5 separate regions of the Mus musculus genome follow, and regions 2, 3, 4 and 5 are each linked to region 1. A link is a contact called in public Hi-C, HiChIP or PLAC-seq and promoter capture Hi-C data. All regions are on one chromosome and are shown on one strand. Each heading gives the region's core, a stretch centred on a gene start, on an enhancer-like site or on the middle of the called end of the contact. The rest is flanking DNA. Distances are from core to core; before and after follow the strand shown. Region 1 holds the start of Tsacc (TSSK6 activating co-chaperone). Region 2 holds the start of Flad1 (flavin adenine dinucleotide synthetase 1). Region 3 holds the start of Pbxip1 (pre B cell leukemia transcription factor interacting protein 1). Region 4 holds the start of Dennd4b (DENN/MADD domain containing 4B). Region 5 holds the start of She (src homology 2 domain-containing transforming protein E).

Region 1 (2,831 bases), core at 163-2,662:
TTTTTAAGTTTTAATTATGTGAATATGTACATATATGAGTAGATCTCCCTTGAGTGAGAGGTGACTGTGAGCAGCCAGACATCAGTTCAAGGAATTGTGCTGAGGTTCTCTGCAAGAGCAATATACCCTCTAAGCCCACTGAGCCTTCCCTCCAGGCTGCCTCCCTTATGTGGTCCAGGGAGACTGAAGCCACTGAAAATCGCTATCCTCTTGACTCAGCCTCTGGAGTTTATTACAGGGGTGTGCTACCACACCAAACAAACAACTGTTCTGAAATTGTTAATTTTTCTCCAATTCCCTTCGGCAGTTTTTGTTAGTGCCTTTTCACTGCAGAAGACAAAGCATACCAAATACGAACTTTAAATCTATCACAAACATGTCATGACTCTTTGAGACTTCTGTTTAATTACTAGCCTTATTTTTTTTGTTGTTTTGTTTTGTCTTTTTCCTATATGGGGTGATCTGGCAAGAGGCTTGTCTCCAGTTTGAGATCAGCCTGGTCTTTACGACGAGTTTTAGGCCAGCCTTAGAACTCTGGTAAAGATAATACGGTAATTAAAAAAACAAAAACTCTAGTTTCTTTTGTCACTAACCAGTGACCAGGCTGGGGGGGAGGGGGCGAAGAAGACTCATAATACTGCAAGAAACACGACTTAGGATATTCGGGGGAAATGTGAGCGATCCTCCTTTATGTCTTTTTGCCTTAGACTCAACGTATTTTTCTAAGAAGTAAGACATTAGGACAGGAGAGATAGCTCAACAGTTAAGAGCAATAGATGGTCCCGCAGACAGGGTTACTTCCTAGCACCCACGTGGCGGTTCACAATCAATTCCAGTTCCAGAGGATCAGACTCCCGCTTGATCGCCTCTCACAAGTGGTGCACCTACATACGCACAGGCAAAACAACCATACACATAAAATAAAAAATAGGTACATCTAAAGAACAAGAATTTTCCTTCCTTTTCTTTAAAAAAGAAAACCAGCGCGTCTAGAGCAGTAAACCACAACTCCCAGCATGCTCCGGGGAGGCGGGGAGCCGAGTCGTTGCCTCCCCGCCCCGTAGGACAACTTCCACTTTTACACTGCCTCAATCTCTCGGGCCACGACGGGTATTTCTGGCTCCTCTACTCCTCCCTACCGCTAAGGCTGAAATAAAAAGTAGAGAACTATCATGCCTTCCTTGGCCTTCACGGTCGGACGAGAACCGATGGACAAAACAGAGCTTCATGATCTTACCTACAGCATTAATCCAAAGCCTCCACCCCAGCACCCACCCTCTAGTGGGTACTCATGCGCTGTAGCGAGCCAGCTAACTGCCCGTGCTTTGGCGCTTGCGCAGACATTCTGGCCGCACGCGGCCGGGAGCGGCCACGCCAGTGCGCAAGCGCTTGCGTCTCCCAGTCCCCTACATCATGCCCTCTCTATCTAACTTGCCTTGCCTTTCTTGCGTAGAGGGCGGGGCTAATACTGTCGATTGGCCTATGTTTTTGTCAATCAATAAAATGAGTTTGGTGATTGGCGGCACTTCAGAGGTTAGCAGGTTTCTGTGTCATTCCTGAGGAGGCAGCGTTTTCTTCGCTGCTCTTCTCTCCAGAAGGTTCTGCCGATTCCCCCCAGCTCTGGAGAGTCGGCTCTGCGTCGTGCCGCCATGATGGGCCACCGTCCAGTGCTCGTGCTCAGTGAGTTCAGGGAAGGGATGTCTCTCTCCGCCCCTCTCTCCCCAAGCTGGCCAGTGTTGCCCAGCTCCGTCCCGCCATGACTCGGCCCTCGTGCCTTCCAGTGGTCTTTTCGCCTTGGACCAAGCTCCTTCCCCACTTTTCTTCTCTTGCCTCTCCTGTCGCCTTCTTTTGACAAAATGACTTTCCGCTCTCGGAGTCGCTAGTCTTTACGTGTGCTTCATCCTATTCGCGTTCGGTTCTTTAGTCGCCACCCTCCACGCCCCCGTGTCCTTTACAGCATGATTTCCGTGTAGATAGTAATGATGGTTCTTAACGGTAGGCCTTGCTTCCTATGCTCGGTCCATCCCTCCGTAGAGGCGTGACTTAACGGCAACTCGCTTGATTGATACTTTAGCATCAGTATTTAGGAGGCTGTAGTAGAGTTGTTAAGTTGATAAGTAAAAGCTGCCTTTACCGGCAGATCGAATCGGAAGTGGCATCTTTTCAGTAGCGGTCATTCAGCAACCCTTGTTCGGAAATGACATTCCTGGCGTTCCCGATCTTGGATGTGATCTTTCCCACCAGCCAGTTCTCCCAAATTCCTTTCCTGGTTTTCTTTCCTCTTTAGGGAACGCCACTCATCTCAGTAAAGAGCACCAGTTCCTTGTCAGTTACCTGAGCTATTGAGAATAACTCAGTAAGCCTGGGTCAAAGTTAAACATAGTAAAGAGAAAAACAGATTTAGTCTGGCCACACTGGGAGGAGAGACAAAGGTGTTCAGTGACACTACCTCTCCTACACACTCGTAGACGAGTCCATGAGGTTTTAAGCAGCAGGCCAGATTTGTAAGAAGTCATTATTTTCTGCTCTAGTCTCCTGAGAGAAGTTTACCTACAGGGTGGCTCTCAGGCTTTAGTCTTTTTCCTGTTCTATCGTGAGATTCCTTGGCTTGTGATTGATATTTTGTTTGTTTTCGTCTGTGTATGGCACCAAGATTCCCTGGAATTGGAGTTACAGGCAGTTGTGAGCCACCTTGAGGGGCTGGGAATTGAAGCTGAACCATCTTTCCAGCCTCACAAGCAGACTTTCTTGGTCACTAATCTTTGAGACTCTGTGGCTCCTCTTCCCGGGGATGTTGTAAGGGGTGTGCAGTCTTGTGAAAAATCACTGTC
Region 2 (2,700 bases), core at 183-2,682, 1.1 Mb after region 1:
TTAATTTATTTTGAGACAGGGTTTCTCTGTGTAGCCCTGGCTGTTCTGGAACTGGCTATGTAGATCAGGCTGGCCTCGAACTCACAAAGATCCACTTGCCTCTGTCTCCCAAGTGCTGGAGGTTAAGGCATGTATCACTTTGTTCCTAGGACTTTGTAGGCTTGTGATCTGGGGTAAGTTTCCTAACCTCCTTGAGGCTGTTTCATAATTTATAGAGATCTGTAATAAAAACCCCAATTTCATGGAATTTTTGAAGTTTGTAAGGCCACATGTGATATAGTTAAGTGCAGACCAGCCTCTGGTAGACACTAAAAAAGATCAGGGTAACTATTACTGTTGCCAACCCATGCTTGCCACATCCTCTAACAGCACCCTGGCCGTCCAGAATAGAGTCCTTTCTTCTCTTACCTTCCTTCTAGCTCGCCTATCCAGCCTGCTGAGCTTCCTCTACTTGCTGTGCCACCTGTCACTTGTTATGTGGCTACTCTGCCCCCAGTCATACTTCGTAGCAAGTTGTAGGAAAGTTACTACCCATCTTTCAACAGAAACACTCAACCGAAGGGTCACTTTTCCTCCAATGTGTTAGGACTCACTCCAGGGCCGGACTTTGGCAAGAAAGGGGATTCCTACTCCGGTTTCCCTCCTTTCACCGTAAAGAGTCCACGACAATAGAATGCCACACTCTTCCCCTCTTCCGTTCCAGACACACCTTAAGGATCTCATCTCCAACAATGATGATGCCTGCTGTCACGCTGCGCCCTGATCCTGGGGGCAGTTCAGAGGCCCTAGATGCCATGGTCCTGCCCTCTGTGCTCTTTTGCAAGGCTTTCCAGTAGCCACTCAGAACCCCAAATTGGGGCCGTATGTACTGAGAGGCCGCCAGGTCTACAGGATGCAGGAGGCCATACCCTGAGTTCCGGGGTTGAGGGAACCTGGAAGAGCCAGAAAGGACAATGAAGACGTCAGGAGTGTACCTTCTTCCTAGAGGAAGGAAGGCTCAATCTTCTTTAGTCACCCTTACTCCGGCCTCTTTAACATACTCTTAAGCCCCAGGTTCCTAAAAACGTCTCGATTCCTATTCCTTTAAAGTGCCATGTTTTCCCAAGACCTACCACTTTAGATATCTCCGTCTGCCGAGCAGGTTTAAAATTTGCCCTATCTTGGGTATATCTGCACCTTTAAATGTCTCTTCTCTTCGGATCACCTGTCCCTTTAAATGTCTACCTTATTCTGGGCCTTAGGGTCCCTTTAAATGCATTTCTTTCCTCCCTCCGCCAATGACCAGGGCTCAACCTACTTCTGCACCCTTTCTATCCCGAGATCTCTTTTTCTCACCAGGCTTCAGATCACTGATCTCGTATCATCCCACCTCTATTTTGCCCCCTGCACAGGGTCATTCGCTCTTTCCTTTCCGCATGTCCTAGGACAGCTTCCGTACTCAAAGTCCCGCCTTACAATGCTTCATGTTGATTGGTTATTTTGGCTGTCGCTCACTCCTACCAGTGGTTCTATTGGTCTAACCGGCAATCGCTCACGCGCCTCATCGCGGAGCTAGAGGAAATGCTAAGTTGTTATTGGCAACACCATGTAGTCATCACTGTCCGGAAGTAAAAATAGGGGCCTGGCCTTAGCCCATGGAGGGCGGGACTTAAAGTGTTCTGGTACTCGAAGGGAAAATATTGGGAGGTGTTTTAAGGACTGTCGGGTGGGACTGTCGGGTGCTGCTTTGTAGTACTAGAAGAAAATGAAGGTCTGATTCTGTTTCATTCAAATATTAAAAAACAGTTCAGACAGAGCCCCAGTATATAGCCCGGGAAGTAACTTGTTTAAACCGATCAGCCTGGTCTCGAACTGCCTGGGGAGTGGTGGGATTCAAATCATGTGTTACTACACTTCATTGCATCACATTTCTCTTTCTGTCTCTACCCCTCTCTCCTCTTTCGAGATAGGGTTTCTCTGTGTAGCTGGAATTCGCTCTGTAGACCAGGTTTATTAACTCCTCCTGCTTCTGCCTCCCAGGTTCTGGGATTAAAGGCGTGGGCCACCACCGCTTGGCTTTGCCTCTTAAATTTGAGAAGGTGAAGATGGTTTTTCTTTTTTTTTTTTTTTTTCTGAGACAGGGTTTCTCTGTATAGCCCTGGCTGTCCTGGTACTCACTCTGTAGACCAGGCTGGCCTCGAACTCAGAAATCCGCCTGCCTCTGCCTCCCAAATGCTGGGATTAAAGGCGTGGGGAAGGTGAAGATGTTATTAGCATTAACAATGAGGTGTGAGCTGCAGGGTGTGGAACCTTCGTTTGTTTCTAATATAAAGGGAAAAACTACTTAAGCTTCTCTGACTTTAAAATGTAAAAACCCTTTCCTGCCCCACCTGCCTCCAGAACATCACTTCCCAATGATGGGTCCCTGGAGAGAGGGGTACGCAGGAGTACCTTGGACTCACTTTGGGTACTCACAACATTTCATTCCTACTTCAGTGCCCCTCCACCCTTTGCTTTGCTGGGGAAAAATAGCTTAATCATCTGGGTTTTTTTTTTCTTTTTTTTAAAAAAGCTTTTACTATTATTGTATGACTAGGAAGGACAGCAGTGTCCCAGCATGCAAATGGAAGCCAGAGGACAACTTTCTGGAGTCCCTTTTCTTTCACCTTTATGTGGGGCCTAGGATCTATCCCAATTTGGGTGGCGGAGTCTTACTCTTAC
Region 3 (2,799 bases), core at 148-2,647, 1.1 Mb after region 1:
TAGTCGGAAGCCAGATGGGGTTGGAGCCAAGGCCTCTGGCATCAGGGCCTGAGCTCTGGATTTAAACCTTCCAGTTCCCTTGCGTCCAGAGTTTTTATTTCAGACATTTATTTGGGGTGCCCAAGGAGGTGACAGGTGAAGATACTTTGGGCTGACCTGAGGATCTGAGTTCAATCTCTGAAACCCATGGGTGGAAGGAGAGAACTGACATGGCAGCTTGCCCTCTGCCCTGTGTCCCACGGCTGGTATGTATCCTCACACACAAGTAAGGTGGGGTTTTTGTTTGTTTGTTTGGTTGGTTGGTTTTAAATATGAGTTTTCAGGCTGGATGGCTCACCAGTTAAGAACTCCTGTTTTTTTCCAGAGGACTCAGGTTCAAGTCCCAGCACCCACGTGGCAGCTCACAACCATCTGTAACTCTAGAATGCTACAGCCATGCTGGCAAAACACCCATCCACATAAAAATTTGAAATTTCTTAAATGCTTCCCCTTCCATTTTACAGATGACAGACAGCGCTCCACTGCTGGGTCACATCCAGCCCTGACTTTAATTTGTGGATGCTTTTCTGCCTCGGTTCTTCCATTGTTTTTGTTTGAGTTTTTTTTTTTTTTTTTTTTTTTGCTTTTGTTTTAGTTTGGTTTTGGTTTGGGATTTGTTTAGTAGCCCAGGCTGGACTTCAACATCCACTTCTTCAGTCTTTCCAGTGGTGGGATTATAGCACCTCCCTCCATTAATTTTTTAAAAATTTATTATCTTGTGTCTGTATGATCTCTTGAGGTGCAAACATGTGCACACGTGGAGGTTTTACCCAGCTAAGACATCCCACAGGGTGTGCGTGTGCATGTGTAGCAGGATCTCACTATGTAGCCCTCACTGGCCTGGAACTCACTATATATAGATTTGGCTGATATCAAACTCAAGAGATCCACCTGCACACCTGCCTCTGTCTCCCAGGAGCTGGCACCACCATGCTTGGCCGTCTTCCATATCCAAAGTAGTGGCATCCTTAGTCTGCATTGGGGCGGATAAGAGTGGTGAGAGGGCTATTTCTAAACCCACAACTTGCACTGGACCCCATCCCCCATCCTACAGCTGTCTCTGTCTATCCTGGGACCAACATGGCACCTGGTCCTTGCCCCCTCATCAGACAGCACCTTTCAGTTTTAGGTCTTCCTACTAGACACTAGACACTGAGAAAAGAGGGGAGGTCTCCCAAATTTACTTTGCTGGAGACCAAATTGCCCACCAAAAAAGATAAACCAAGGGAGAGAGGTACTGCGTAGACCTTCTCTCCCCTGCCTGGGCGTTCAAGTCCAGCTTTTCATTGGTCAAAAGTTCCCCCTCACCCCCCCCCCCCGCGGGGAAGTCGACTTTTCACTGGTCAAACACTAGCCACGTGACTCCCCTCTTGTCTTCCTGGGCTGGGAGGTTGCAACAAGTTAAGCTGAAGACTGAAGCGAGGAGCTGGGTCAGGTAAAGGAGTCCTTGCCGGGAAGGGGCGTTACAGACTCCCACTTTATCCCCAGATAACAAAAGAGGGCAAAGCTGTATAAAAGGAGTGGGCAGCCCCGGCGTCCACATACTGCCCAACACAGGACCGAAGGGCGGGGAAGGAGGGAGACAGATGATTCCGAAGCAGGAACTCAGGCAAGTTTTTGTGGTCCCAGGTCCTTCCCTTTAAAGGTCAGACAGAGAAGGAAGTTAGAGACAATCAAGGGCATATCAAACCAGACTTCCCAGTTTTGTGCAGACTGGGAACACTCTCTTTTTTAGAAACAGCAGAAGTTTTTGTGAAATCCTGCCTGAGTGAAAAGGGGAGAGAGAGTAGTGGGTGGGTTTTCTTCTTAGAGGTCAAAGACTGCCCTAAAATCACAGCTGGGAAGGGTGGCAGCTAAGTGGGCTCTGGATTGCTTAGACAGGCTTCCTAATAAGGTATTAATGTGCCGATGTGCCGGCCTGGGAAAGCGGGGATGCTTTTTGGTATCAAGGGTTGGGACCCCGAGTGCAGGGGTTCTAGGAAGACTTCTGCTTCAGTTTTAGGTTTGTCTTGTTGACCTAAATACCATACCATTGCCGATTTCCATGGAGACGATGGGTCTGACATCACCCTGGTTGCCATGGTGCTGAGTTCTGGAGGACCTGAGCAGGCTGTAAACAGCCAGGGATAAACAGGGACCTCTGCTCTAGCTGCTGTGGCCACTTCCTTCCTGCTGCCACCTGTTAACAGTCACACACAGCAACTGGGGATGGCAGGACAGTGGAGGGACTGAGAGCCAAAAGCTGAAGGAAGATGGCTGTGTGGGTGTCACTAGAAGAAGGGGGTGGGGAGTTCGGGGTTTTTTGGGGACTTGGTATAGGGAAGTCATTGCAATTGTTTTGTCCCTGTGTGGGATGGGTATCAGTGTCTAGGAGACATGAGCATTGTGGAAGACACCACTAGATGTCCTTTACCTATCTTGGGCCTGAATCTTGCCCAACAGGAGCCACAGGATTTTTTTTTTTTTTAATGATTTATTTATTTAATGTAAGTACACTGTAGCTGTCTTCAGACACACCAGAAGAGGGAGTCAGATCTCGTTAGGGATGGTTGTGAGCCACCATGTGGTTGGTGGGATTTGAACTCAGGACCTTCGGAAGAGTAGTCTGGTGCTCTTACCTGCTGAGCCATTTCACCAGCCCCAGAGCCACAGGGTTTTTTAAGGCAATCATGCAGGACTTAAACCCAGTGGGAGTAGTTGGGGAGCATTTGGCTGGTACAGTCAAATTTCACATTCTGCCTTTTCTGCCAGTGGGTCAGC
Region 4 (2,700 bases), core at 43-2,542, 2.0 Mb after region 1:
GGTCAGAGCCTGTTGGGAAGCAAGGTGTAGAGGGAAATCTTGGAGAGAGGGCTTGTCCAGAAGGGATGGGCACTACCAGCCCCTCCCTATTTCTCTTCCCCTTGCAATGGAAGAGAGAGCCAGAATGGATATTATTTTTTATTAAATATATTATATGTTAATAAAAAATCCTATTAAACCTTTTGTGTGCTTGGCTATTTGGTACATGGCTGGGGACCTAAGGAGGTTTGGTGCCATAGGTTCTTTTGTGTTGCATTTTTGTTTGTTTGTTTTTTGACAGGATTTCTCTTACATAGGGCAGACTACCTAGAAGTCACACGTGCCCGTTGGCACCTTGGCTTCCTTAGTGCTAGGGCTACGGGTGTGCGTTAATCCTCTCAGAACTTTTGTGCTTGTGCGGAAGCACCATTCTCAGATTTAGGTCCCAAACTGGATGTATCCTAAAGCCTATACAGACTTCACCGAGGCAGCAGGAAGTCACCTTATGTGCCCTTGTTTGTTTAAGGCCCTGCCTGCTGCAGCATCAGGGGATGGGGCACCGTGACTAGCCTGACAAGTTACTCTTCTGAAGCCCTGGGTAAGGAGAGGCTGTTGTCCCAAGTCACAGTTGTTTCTGTTAGAAAATCCTCCCCTCTCCTGGAGGAGGCTATTGCCAGTGTTGATGCTTCTAGAGAGAAGTAAGCAGGCCTAGCTGGCTTACTTGGTTTATGTTTGGGGGACCTAAGCAATCTCATGTTCTGAGGACTGTATGTCGATTCATCCATTTCACTGCTCCATTTGGGTTTAACGCAATAGATCCTTGGGAGACAACCATGTTCCACGAAGGCTTTGTTAGACTTCACCCAGCATAGTGAAAGGAGTGCTACACCTCCACTATTCGGCTTCATGCCTTTCTTCCTCTTTTTCAATGTTCTTGTCATTTCTCGAAAGAAGAACTGAGAGTTTCTGGCTCTGGCCAGTGGGTTCTAAACGTGGAAGTGGGGAGTCACCTGGGTTTCCCAGGTCTAGGTCTTCAGGGCCTTCGCTGTGGCACAGTGGCCACATCTGACGGTAGGGCAGGACAGGAGCACCGACTCTGACTTCGGGGCCATCTGGGGTCAGTGTCTTGCTTTTTCCTCCGGGTGGTGGGAATCCGCTTGGTTGCAGGGGGCCCTCCCAGCCACCAGGGGTCGCACTGCAGGCGGCAGGGTGTTGGGCCGGCGCTAGCCAGGGTCACGGCCGCAGGCCCGGGTGTGTGGGGGGGGGCAGAATAGCGGAGGCGCCCGCGGCTCCTGGGGGGGTGGGGGGCGGGTATGAGTGGAGAAAGCAGGGCGCGTTGAAGAGCTTGGGGTCCCCAGCAACGTGGGAGCCGGGAGGACCGCGCGGCTGGAACTAGCGGTGTGGTGTGGCAGCAGTCCCCGCGTGGCGCAGCGCGCGGGGACGCTGGGACCGCCCAGATCTTCTTCCACCGTGCCCGGCGCCCTCGGCTGCTGCTTCTTCCTTCAGCCCGGGCGCGAGCGGCTCCTAAGTCGAGTGCGCCATGTCCGGGGCTGGATAGCAGCCCAGCCGCCCGCCGGCCCGCCAGCCCGCCCTCAGAGCCACCCGCCAGCGGGCCGGCTGGGGAGTCCCAGGGCAGGCAGGTAGGGGCCGGACCGGGCGGGGCGGCGGGCGGGTTAGGGCGGGCGGAGGGCGGGCGGCTCCAGGGACTGTCCCCAGCTGTTCTACGCTGCGCATCTGGTTCCGCTTCCTCCCTCCCAGAGAAGTGAAAGTGGAGGGGAGGGCGCAACCCAGAGCTAGCTAGCTGTGCTCGACATCCTACAACCTGGAGCTCCCGCGGGCGCTCAAGCCAGAGCACCCCTCCTTCCCGCCTGGGTCACGCGGCTGCTGGCGCTGCTGCCGTCACGTCCTCGGCAGTCCCCGCGCGCGCTTCTCTCGGCCCTCCGGCCTCTTGCTCAGCCACCTCCCCCGCGCCGCGCCCTCTGCCCTAGCCCCGACTTCCCGTCATTCGGCATGTGGGCGTTGGGACCCAAAGTGGCTCCAGTGCCGTTGTTTTCCCCCAAGGGAGAAGGGGCTGCATTCTATAGGACTCTTCCCTGGCTGGATAAGGGAAGGCCTGGACACACAAGTCCTGTTGATCCGGGACCACCCACTTGCCTATAGAGGGTCTCATCTAACGGCTTTTGCCTACTGTCTGGAGCACAGAACTACTATTGGCCTGCAGTGGATGAGAGAGTGAGCTGTGTCCTGGAGTTAAATCAGGAGGCTGACGCTGACTCCTGGCTTCACCTCTCAGATGTAGAGAAGCTCAAGCTAAATTTAGCTTGAGTTGGGGCATGTGTGTCCAGAGGCCAGGTTGAGAAGACAGTCGGTTTGGCTCTAGTTCTCTGAGGAAGAGCGGGAGGTTAAATAGACTGTGCATCCTGGAGACACTAAAAGCTTCCCTGCCTTGCACAGGACCCTTAGTGGGAGGTCTGCGTTGGTCTGATGCTGTGCTGGCACCTTAAACAGTACTATCCCCCCCGCCCCCCCAGCGATACCACACACCCATAGGCTGACTTATGCTGAGCTAGCGACAGCTTCCCCTTCGCAGCCATTTCAGGAAGTAGCCTCCCTTCCCCTCTGAAGCACTCTCTCAGCCTCTAGCCCCTTGCAAGCTACCCGCCAGGCTTCTTCCCACCTTCAGCACCCTGGGGCACCTCAGGACTCTTGGGGCTTCCACTC
Region 5 (2,812 bases), core at 236-2,735, 1.5 Mb after region 1:
CCTCTTGGGTGGATGCCTTAAAATCAGACTACTAGTGAGACTTCAATGTATTAAAAATTCCATATTAAACAGCTGAATTTCATGGCATCTAAATTATACCTCAATTTAAGCTAAGATGCATTTCCAGCATCTGAACGGTCAAGGTGAGCTTACATTTCTTCCACCAAGTACCATCCACAAGCTGATGGTGGCTGGTGCTATCCGACCCCCGCAGCTTGTAGCTTGGGTTTTCAAACCTGCTGCATGAGACTCTGGACCACATTTAGGGCTGTTGTTGTATAATGGTATTGTTTTATCTTTTACTTTGAGGTTAGAAGACAATTTTATTAGAGTTTGAGAGAAAAATGGCAGAGCAGGAAAACTGTAAACTCTTGGTAGCTAAAAGAAGGATGGATAGGAGGAATGGAGATCAGTAATTGAAGTCTACCAAAAGCTGCATGGGGCTGAAGATGTAATTCGGTTGGTAGAGTGCTTGTCTAACATGCTCCAAGCCCGGGCTGTCATCCACAGCACCACATGAAATTCACAGTGGTGACACCCTTTGCCATCACGCAATAGTCTGAGGTCGTCTTCTAATACACCGAGGCAAGTTAGGATTCCATAGGCTGCTATTGGAGGAGTAGAAGGGAGGAGAGAAGTGGGTAGGAGAGGAGACAGAGAGGGGAAGGAGAAGGTGGGGGTGGACAGCAGCACCATAAGAGAACCAGGTCAAGCCGGCTTAGGGCTTTTGGCCTTTATCCAGAGAGAGAAAAGATACATTTTCTGTCTCAAAAGTCCGCAGGTCTACCAGTGAAGACCTGTAAACAACTGCCGGGTTTTGTGTCTGAAAGGAGAAGATTTCATTTCATGTTCATATGTAATCGTTTTTCATATTTAATCTTTTTAACAACAATAACAAAAACCTTTGAAATTGCTTTGAAGAAAGAGCGACAAGGAGAGAATCAAGTAGTGTGAGAATCAAGTAGCTGAGGCGTCTTCGCAGGAGGGCGCGGGTCGGGGACCTCCAAGCTCTTCTCCCAACAGTGCCTGGGGTTGGTGGGACCCCTCTCTGGTCCTGCAGCCAGAGCGATACCTGCGCGGCCCTCAGAGCCGCCCGGTCGAACTTCGAGCCTTCGCCCGCCGCGTCCAGCTTGGGGTTCCACGCGCCCCCGACGAACGTGCGGAACCGGAGAGCGAGGGAAGCCGCGCGGGCGCTCCCGATCCTTGTTCTCGAGCGCGACTCCTGGCCACGATCCCCGCACACGTCCCGTCTGCAGAGATGGGGGCAGTGTTGGACTCGGTGCGCACGCGGGGGCCCCGGCGCCGGCGAGGGAGGGGCGCGTCCGTCCTCCGTCCTGTGCGTCCACCGCGGGGCGGGCGCCGGGGCACTGCGGCCGCCATCGTCCCAGTTAGGGTGGGCAGGGCTGCCGGGGGCTTCCGTGGGCTCGGCCTCGCCCACCTCGGGAGGAAAGGCAGGGGAAGCCCCGGCGCCCGGCAGCCCCAAGCGGTGGAGCGCAGAGAACACGGCGGTCCGATCACTGCGCCCGTCTAGCTTCGGGCCGAGCGGGTGCCACCCTGCCAGGCGCGCGCGTCTAGCGGCCCGGAGCCTCGCGGCGGCCTCCAGCGTCCAGCCCCGGGGAATGCGGCGGCCCCCGGCCCCTGGCGCCCCACGGTGTCTCAGCTGGGCCTCCTCACTCTTCTGCTCCGCGGCCTCGACGCTCCCGGGCCCCCTGATGGCGGCGAAATGGTTCAAGGAGTTCCCGCTTACTCTGAAGACCGCGTCGGAGCGCGCCCGGCCCGGGGGCGCCGGCGGCAAGCCGCGCAAGAACTCGGAGACTGGCGGCGCGGCGCCCACCCCGGGCAAGGGCCGGAAGAACTCAGCGGCCGAGCTGGGGGCCAGCAAGGCGAGCAGCGGACCCCCAAAGGACAGTCGGCTGTCCCGGGACAGCCTGCAGGGTCTGATCCAGGCCGCTGCTGGCAAAGGCCGTAAGAACTCCCGGGTCACCGCCACCGCCACCGAGGAGGAGCCCCACCGTGGCGCGGTGACCAAGAGCGCGGGCTGCAGCACCTACATCAGTAGGCTCATCAAGGTGGACACGCAGGAGAAGAATGGGAAGAGCGCCTACCCGGGCGGTGGCAGCACCAGCAGCTCCAGCAGCTCCTCTTCCTCTGCGTCCTCTTCCCCGTCCTCCCTGGGCCCTGAGCTGGACAAGGCCAAGATAATGAGACAGCAAGACACGGTAAGAACACAGCATCTCTATCCTCCTCTCAGTTGTGGAATTGGAAGGGCTTGGGGGGGGGGGGCGGGGAAGGACGCATGGGAACCTGATGAACCCCAATATTCATTAGGCATAAGTGAAGTTGAAGATGTTTTCTAAGGCCTTCCTCTGTATTCATTCTGACTCCCAAGTGACTCTTCAAAACTCACTGGAGACCTTGACAGCAAGGTTTGTTGTGGTTGGTTTTTGTTAGTTGTTTCAAAGAGCAGTCGAAGGGAAGGGAAAGGAACTGGCCTTCCAATGGGTGTGGTGTACTGTGGTTCTTGTTTTCATGTTTGACATCGAGGGGTCTATCAAGCTAGACTTCTGTAAGGCTTACGCCGCCTGAGTATGCAAAACATCGGTAGCCCGTGAACTGTGAAGCGCAGGTTGCCCATCTTCCAGCCACTCAGTTTCAGCTGCTGTGCAAGCGGCAAAGGCTTCCATTCATTCTGTGGCTGTACTGTACATTCATTCTGTTTATTGTACTGTAGCCATATAAGTACTCGCCATGGACACTAAGGGATGTGGTGGGGGGGGGGGCACAGTCCATAGCAAGGAAATGTCTTTAAGGA

Evidence for each region. Promoter capture Hi-C pulls out the DNA fragments that hold promoters and counts their contacts. Hi-C and Micro-C count contacts between places; a contact is called where the count stands out from the background. HiChIP or PLAC-seq counts read pairs in DNA pulled down with a chosen protein or histone mark.
Region 2: a contact with region 1 is called in a Hi-C map of B cells, with 9 read pairs. The contact joins the promoter of Flad1 here to the promoter of Tsacc in region 1. A contact is called at or near these places in 2 of 39 promoter capture datasets (erythroid cells and pre-B cells), 1 of 484 Hi-C or Micro-C datasets (B cells) and 1 of 115 datasets of contacts at active chromatin or transcription factors (pancreatic cancer cells).
Region 3: a promoter capture Hi-C map of erythroid cells shows a contact between it and region 1, with 7 times the contacts expected there. The contact joins the promoter of Pbxip1 here to the promoter of Tsacc in region 1. A contact is called at or near these places in 2 of 39 promoter capture datasets (erythroid cells and liver) and 1 of 115 datasets of contacts at active chromatin or transcription factors (pancreatic cancer cells).
Region 4: an H3K27ac HiChIP or PLAC-seq map of thymic regulatory T cells shows a contact between it and region 1, with 6 times the contacts expected there. The contact joins the promoter of Dennd4b here to the promoter of Tsacc in region 1. A contact is called at or near these places in 1 of 484 Hi-C or Micro-C datasets (CD4 T cells), 1 of 115 datasets of contacts at active chromatin or transcription factors (thymic regulatory T cells) and 1 of 9 other capture datasets (liver).
Region 5: a contact with region 1 is called in a promoter capture Hi-C map of liver, with 3 times the contacts expected there. The contact joins the promoter of She here to the promoter of Tsacc in region 1.

The regions. Positions count from the first base shown.
Region 1 is chr3:88,295,587-88,298,417 of GRCm38.p6, forward strand. It overlaps Tsacc (TSSK6 activating co-chaperone), which reads right to left and starts at 1,413. Exons shown (of 4, transcript NM_001357024.1): 1 at 1,238-1,413. It overlaps Cct3 (chaperonin containing Tcp1, subunit 3 (gamma)), which reads left to right and starts at 1,549. Exons shown (of 14, transcript NM_009836.1): 1 at 1,549-1,680. The coding sequence starts at 1,650.
Region 2 is chr3:89,410,449-89,413,148 of GRCm38.p6, forward strand. It overlaps Flad1 (flavin adenine dinucleotide synthetase 1), which reads right to left and starts at 1,433. Exons shown (of 8, transcript NM_177041.4): 1 at 1,336-1,433; 2 at 710-932. The coding sequence starts at 796.
Region 3 is chr3:89,435,307-89,438,105 of GRCm38.p6, forward strand. Pbxip1 (pre B cell leukemia transcription factor interacting protein 1) reads left to right here and starts at 1,398. Exons shown (of 11, transcript NM_146131.2): 1 at 1,398-1,474.
Region 4 is chr3:90,263,943-90,266,642 of GRCm38.p6, forward strand. Dennd4b (DENN/MADD domain containing 4B) reads left to right here and starts at 1,293. Exons shown (of 28, transcript NM_001356483.1): 1 at 1,293-1,619. It overlaps Crtc2 (CREB regulated transcription coactivator 2), which reads left to right. Exons shown (of 14, transcript NM_028881.3): 14 at 1-183.
Region 5 is chr3:89,829,885-89,832,696 of GRCm38.p6, forward strand. She (src homology 2 domain-containing transforming protein E) reads left to right here and starts at 1,486. Exons shown (of 6, transcript NM_172530.3): 1 at 1,486-2,219. The coding sequence starts at 1,620.